Regions from separate parts of the Mus musculus genome. Here region 2 is linked to region 1. The links are chromatin contacts, called in public Micro-C maps. All regions are on one chromosome and are shown on one strand. Each heading gives the region's core, a stretch centred on a gene start, on an enhancer-like site or on the middle of the called end of the contact. The rest is flanking DNA. Distances are from core to core; before and after follow the strand shown. Region 1 has its middle 20 kb from the start of Gm32219. Region 2 has its middle 3.8 kb from the start of Gm51973.

Region 1 (3,229 bases), core at 334-2,833:
AGTTGCTGAGATATTCAATTTCTTTTACAGAGTAAAAGCCACTCTGTGGAAGGGAAGACACAGTTTGATTCAGAATGTAAAATAGTAACCCATTTGAGGGTATAGCCTTTGGCTCTCCTTGTAAGCAATGAATGGTTTTGGTGCTAGAGCTATGGTCAGTTAAGCCCTAAGATGAGTTCATGTAGAACTGTGTGGTCTGGCCTTCTCACAGTCCAGATCAGAGCTTCCCTATGAAGATAAAAACGTCTCTCATCTTCACAGTAAGCGCTCGGCAAATACCTGGCCGTACATCGTTGAGAGGCTGAAATATATTCCTTTGCATTCTATGCAGAATAAACAGAGCAATGCATGCTGATAAGGACTTGCTCTGGGGCCTGGCAGCAGGAATGCAGAGAGGGCAGTGTGCCAAATCATTATGTCAAGTCCAAGGATGCTACATGCAGCAGGGGGGGGGGAGGTAGGGCTTCCACTCCAGCTGCCCACAGGCTTTTCGGGAAGCTGGTCCTTTCCCCTGCCCACCAGGGTCTGCCTGTGTGAACATCGCATGGCAGGACAGTGATAGGACAGCTGAAGCTGGCTCTCTGACACTACATGAAAATGACAAGCCAGACTCCTAAGGGAAAGACTTTGGTCAGCAGTCACAGCTCTCAATGTTCCTTAGATAGTTAGCAGACATTGGTTCTGACAGGTGGGTTATTTTAATGGTGGTGTGCATCTCGCACCCTTTGGCACTCAAGTACCTCGTATTTACTCCATGTAACAGTTAACGTCTTAGGGAAAAAATTTCAATGGCCAGTTATTCACAGAGTATGCTCCAGGAATACTAAGGTATTTAGAATCGGAGTGACCGGAACATGAAGGGGTTGGAAGATGTTTTAGGGAGTGTGAGTCACAGATTAACTTGAACAAAACTCATTGGTTTGTGCATGTTTTGTGTTTATACTGTGGATTTCATATCTATTATGTGTCTGCCCCGTGAGTGTGAGTCTGTTACGTGAGTGTTTGTTACTGGTGTTGTCTTCTGCTTTACAGATATAAATGGGAAACCTTAGCTCCGTGGACTTCTCAGATGTGCTTCTTAAGCTGCATTTTCATTTGCTGCATTAAAAAAAGAAAAAAAAAAGTGCTTTTAGACCTGATGGAACAATTGCTTACATCTATCTTTGGTCCGTGTCAATAAAGTGCACATAGTTCCCTATGAAGCCTGTAGCCGACTTGAAAAGTATTCATCTGGAAACTAAGTAGACCTTGATGTAAATAACACGGTGGAATGCTAGTTCCTTAGGCCGTGTTCCGAGAGAAACGTGGCCCTAGTGATAGGCATAGCGCACAGACATTGGCAGGCATTGGCTCTTTACACAAAGCAAATTATAGACAAGATCATTTGAGAAACTCCCCATTCAGAAGTGGTCTCTGTTTTCATTTGTGTTTGAATTCTTTCTCATAACTGTAATTCGGGCATTGCACAATAGTTCCTAAAACCCCCAAGGCTCCTCAAGTTCATGTCCAGCTTGCCAGTCCTGTTCACAACAAGCCCAGTGCCTTGATTCCCTCTCCTGACTCATCTCACGCTGCAGGCACTTGCAGTTTTATTTCCAGCCTTTCTAATCTCCCAGCAACACCCAAGGAAGCAATGATAAACAGAGGCAGCCAAGACCGCTCTGCCAAGTACCTCCACCCTGTGTCTATCTCTCCCCATTAAACTAACTTTGTGATTCTAAATCTGGCTCAGCAACCCATTGCTAACATTTTTTTTATAAGCTAATGGAAATTTCATTAACTCTAACACCAAAACCAGCTTTGCTTTTAACCCAAACACATTAATTATAACTATTTTTAAAGACCATTTCAAACTGATCAGAAACTTGATGCAGCTGATAAACTAGGAATGAACAAGAGAATGAATTCCACTTGAAAAAAATCCAATTAATGTGCAAGCCAGAAGTCTTCAGAACATGGCGTACATAGAGAAAAATAACAATTAAAATGTTTACAATGATGAGACAAACATGTCGTCTAACAGCAATAGAAACTGTTCCTCACAGCAGCATAACTTCCTCCTAAGTAAGACTGGATTTTCTGATCCTCCTGATGCTGAATTATAGATATACACCATTTTTCATTCCTGTGTTGCAGTTAAAAGGTCCAGAAACGTTAAACAATTTGTCATGGCCAAATGGGTGAGGTGTGAACCTGCCATTTTACACATTCTACTCTGATAGGGAGGCTGTGTTAAAATTTCTGTCATTGTGTAACAAATTAGCCACCATTGTGTAAATGGCTTCAAATGAATACGTCCATCATCCATAGCTTTTGTGGTCGAGAGTCACTGCTCAGAGTTCTATCAGGAGAAGAGCAGGCATGGGCCCACCTGGGCTGTTTCTGGAGTACACCCTGTGCATTTGGACTGTGGCCCTTGCTATTTATCGGATCCCCTGGTCTTAGCTGAGGGTTATTCAGACTGTCAGACCCCTACAGTCCTCTGTCATGTGGTACCTACAATTTCAAAACAAGAAAGAGACCCTTCTTTTCAGCTCGCCTACAAGGGAGTCTAACAATTCAATCGCGGGTAGGTAGCCCATTGTCTGCCCGTATTCAGTCTGCTAAAAGCAGCTCAGGGTTCTGTGAACTCTCAGAAGGAAGGAATTTATACAACAGTGACTCACTAGGGTTCGTCTTTTAACTGTGCCTCTATGTGTACTAATGTCCTGTTTCTGTTTTCTTTCTTTAGTTGATGACTATTATCCGCCTCACAGGAGTATCAAAGCATCAAGCTGAAGTTAACTTGTGTGCCTCTCCACTGAATTAACTAGACAATATGGACCCATAAACCCGAGGTTTTCATGTTTCCAGAAAACCTGTGATTTCACTGTTGAGTAATTTGAGGTCAATGTTAAATGAGTTCCCAGTAAATGAAGAGTTTAGCTGAGCACTTGACTCTAAAGATCAATTTTGCTGTGGCCAGCTTATGTATCAGTGAAGTTATTTTAAAATAAGTAAGGGCCATTTGAGAGTTGGGTTATTCCAGCTAGTAGCCACACTAAGAGAGGATGATTTTATAGTAGAACCAGGCAGAAATGAGCCCCTTTATAAAGATTGTTGTGACAGCCTCCAGAACGGATGGATACTTATGATCTTCCAAGTGCTCAGAGACGCAGCCACGGATGGACTCACCAAAGCGCAGCTCTTCTCAATGGAGAATTACACTGGTTGTGCTAAGCAAGTCCTT
Region 2 (3,229 bases), core at 425-2,924, 190 kb before region 1:
CATATTCTAAAATGATGTCACACAGGCAATTGAATCTTTAAAGAAATTCAAACATAAGCCACCCCAAGGACTAAAACCGAAGCAGTATATCTATTCTTGGCAGCCTTTGTGATTGACCGGTGGAATGGTGGAACCTTGTTTCTATGGCCAGGAGAGATTGTTTTTTGTTGTTGTTGTTGTTTTTTGTTTTTTTGTTTTTTAGGCCGTGTACTGTGATTTTTTTTTTTAAAGGTCAAATTGGTCTGCCATAAAATAAAAGCAGCATGCTTGCGTTGTATTTTAAAAGTATAAAATGCACATGCATCTAAAAATTATGGTCTTTAAACCAAGGGTGTTTTAAAGGGTCTGGAGATTTATTATCTAATTTTGAATGTACCCAGAGTACAACTGAAGAAGGAACCAAACTGTACGGTGTGTGTGTTGGGGAGGGAGCATCCACTTGTGCTATTTAGAGCAGATGTGAAGGCTGATGGAGAGAACTCACTCAGATGGTGTGTTCTTGAACTTTCAGCAAAGGTAGCTTTTTAAAAACTTTAATTAATTAATTGGGTTTTTTGTTTGTTTGTGTGTGTGTGTTGTTGCTGTTGTTTTTGAGATTGGGTTTCTCTGTGTAGGCCTAGGTATCCTGGAACTGGCTTTGTAGATCAGACTGGCCTAGAACTCACAGACTTGCCTATCTCTTAAAGGCACATGCTAGCACTTTCCAGCAGGGTTGATTGCTTGCTCTCTCTCTCTCCCTCCCTTCTTCCTTCCTTCCCTCCCTCCCTCCCTTCCTTTCTTTTTTTAAAGCAAAGGCTTATCAAATTGTGAGCTCTCTGACTCCAGAGTGCTGGGACTACAGGCTAATAGGCATGAGCCCACTATACCTGGCACAAAGGGCCTGTTCAAGAGTGTGGCTCTTCATGAAGAAACCAGTAATTCACACAGGGGTGGCTAATGATTCAACCTGTCACCTGTTAGCTGGAAGACATGCTTTAATGTCCAACATTTTAAAAAGTAGGTTGAACATGACAACGGCTTGATGAGAGACAACCCGGCCTGTGTTCTGATACATACACGCTGGCTCTGGTGTTTAAGAGTAGTCTGGTCTTGGCAGGTGTCCATCTGCCTCCTCCTTGCCTCCTTTGAGGTAAAGGTACTTGGTATTTGGCACTTAATAACGTGTGCCTGGTGCTACAGACATTGGAATTGTCTTCATTATTATGACTTGAGCACAAAAGGCCAGCATGAGGCTGGTCTGCTCCGTCTAGCACCTCCTTGGGGATTCAGTCCCTGGCAGAATTGTACAGCCAGTTCCTCGCACAATTCTCCCATTCCATTCACTGGCTTCCCATCAGGCTTTGCTGCTATTTACTTTCTTGGAAGCTACTAGAGAAGGGGAGTGAGTTGCTGAGGGATGACTGCATCCCTGGACTGTCTAATTTACCATAGCATATTTCCTCTGTCCTCTGTCACCTTCTCTCAGTCTCCTTTGTCTGACTGGCAAGAGTGGTAGAGGTTCAGCAGGATGCTGGCCTTATAGCCCAGGGGCCTCCTCAGAATACTGGTACTCACCGGACCCTCTTCTGGAACACCTCTCTCCTTCAGTGCGTGGCTGGTTATAGCACAATAAGGATGTCTTCTAAAGACTCCAACACATTAAGCACCTGGGGTTTAAATGACTCACAATCCTTGTCTCCTGTGTCTGTCTGGGCTGGAGCCCTAGCCACAGCAGAGCTACACCAGAAAGGACAAGGGAACTGATCTCATCCACAATAAGACGTCTATACCATTCCCTTCTCTTAGATGCTTTTGCGATATGTGTGGGTGGGTAGGTGGATTGACCATAAAAGAATCATATAACTGAAGAATATGAACAAAATTACTCTTCTCTCTCTCTCCAAGAATTGTCTGTGAAATTGCAGACAGGTCTGTGAGCTGTTCCATTAAAATAGAACAAAAGGACCAGCTTTAAGCATTAAGCTCCATTGATGGGAAGTAGAAGCTCTTTAAAACTGTTCCTTTACAGGCCTTGGCATCCTGGGTTAGTACATTTTCTTTTCAACCACTGTAGGCATTTGTTTTTAATAAGTCTTTATAAAATAAATGTTTCAACAGGGCACTTCAGAACTGCATTTCTGACCAGCAAAATAAATACCGGCTCCAGATGTTTCTCATTTTTATATGTCACTAATTCAGACTCTGAAAACTCTTGTTATGGGGCATCTATTTAATCTTAATGTTTTGCCTACCTCTCTTCATAATCTCCCTTTCCATCTCTGCATGGCCCCTCTCACCAAAGCCACCTCAGGGATAATCTATTTAGGATGAAAACATGCCTTCAGAGCATAAGCTAGGAAACTAGGGAGACCGCATCCTCCAAGGTCCTCTTCCGGTCCTTTGATCTTCTGATGCCTGCATTAGTCAGCCAGATGGCCTTTTGGATTTTGCTCCAAGGCTAGTTGACATTAGAGAAGCTAAAGTTGCTACTTCATGCCCTCCTAGTATTAAGATGATCTTTGCATAATGACCATGCTGTAAGAAGGGCCAGGAGAGACCAAGAATCTAGAGTAGCTGGGAACTAGGGAGTAGCAACCAGACAATGAAGCAGCAGTGATAAGGGAGATGGGCATAGGTGAATTATCCAAGGGAGCCATTTAACCCTTTCTTTATGGGCTTCCCACAAAATCTTTGTTAAATTTTATGGTGCATAATTCTAATACTGAAATGACCTCAAATCACTCTTTTTGGTTTAGATCAGAAACATTCCCTCTAGCCGTGTGTGTGTGTGTGTGTGTGTGTGTGTGTGTGTGTGTGTGTGTGTGTGAACACTTGGGCCCTAGCTGGGAGTACTGTATTGAGAGGTCCTGTCAGAGATGGGTCACTGCAAGTTGATTTTGAGTGTATAGCCTGGCCCAAATTTTAGTACATTCTTTCTGTGGCCCACCAAGTTGTAAACAGATGCACAATAAGCTCTCTCTGCTGTAATTGAGCCATGCCAGTCACTACAGATTTTCTGCCATAATCTACTCTACCCTGGGAAAGTCTGGGCCTAAGTGATCCTTGCTTGCTTAAGTTATTTCTGTCCAGTTTCATTGTAACCATGAGAAAAGTAACCAATGCAGCTGTGGCTAGTGTTCACTAAGGCCATTACTATTTTAAGTGCCCCTTGTAACCCTGACATTTCTCAAGACAGTCCTAGAATGTGGGTCCTGTTCTTGCCATTTTGTAATGGGGAAACTGAGTCTTA

Evidence for each region. Hi-C and Micro-C count contacts between places; a contact is called where the count stands out from the background.
Region 2: a contact with region 1 is called in a Micro-C map of trophoblast stem cells, with 3 times the contacts expected there. The contact joins two enhancer-like sites. A contact is called at or near these places in 2 of 484 Hi-C or Micro-C datasets (bone marrow-derived macrophages and trophoblast stem cells), 2 of 115 datasets of contacts at active chromatin or transcription factors (embryonic fibroblasts and pancreatic cancer cells) and 1 of 9 other capture datasets (embryonic stem cells).

What each region holds. Positions count from the first base shown.
Region 1 is chr12:70,554,250-70,557,478 of GRCm38.p6, reverse strand. No RefSeq gene overlaps it. Among named protein-coding and RNA genes, the nearest start is that of Gm32219, 20 kb to the right of the region's middle. Within about 2 kb of position 1,583, at least 72 of the 459 cell types and tissues checked have an H3K27ac peak or open chromatin away from gene starts, as enhancers often do. A contact at or near this core is called in trophoblast stem cells, where this site is marked.
Region 2 is chr12:70,749,011-70,752,239 of GRCm38.p6, reverse strand. No RefSeq gene overlaps it. Among named protein-coding and RNA genes, the nearest start is that of Gm51973, 3.8 kb to the right of the region's middle. Within about 2 kb of position 1,674, at least 14 of the 459 cell types and tissues checked have an H3K27ac peak or open chromatin away from gene starts, as enhancers often do. A contact at or near this core is called in trophoblast stem cells, where this site is marked.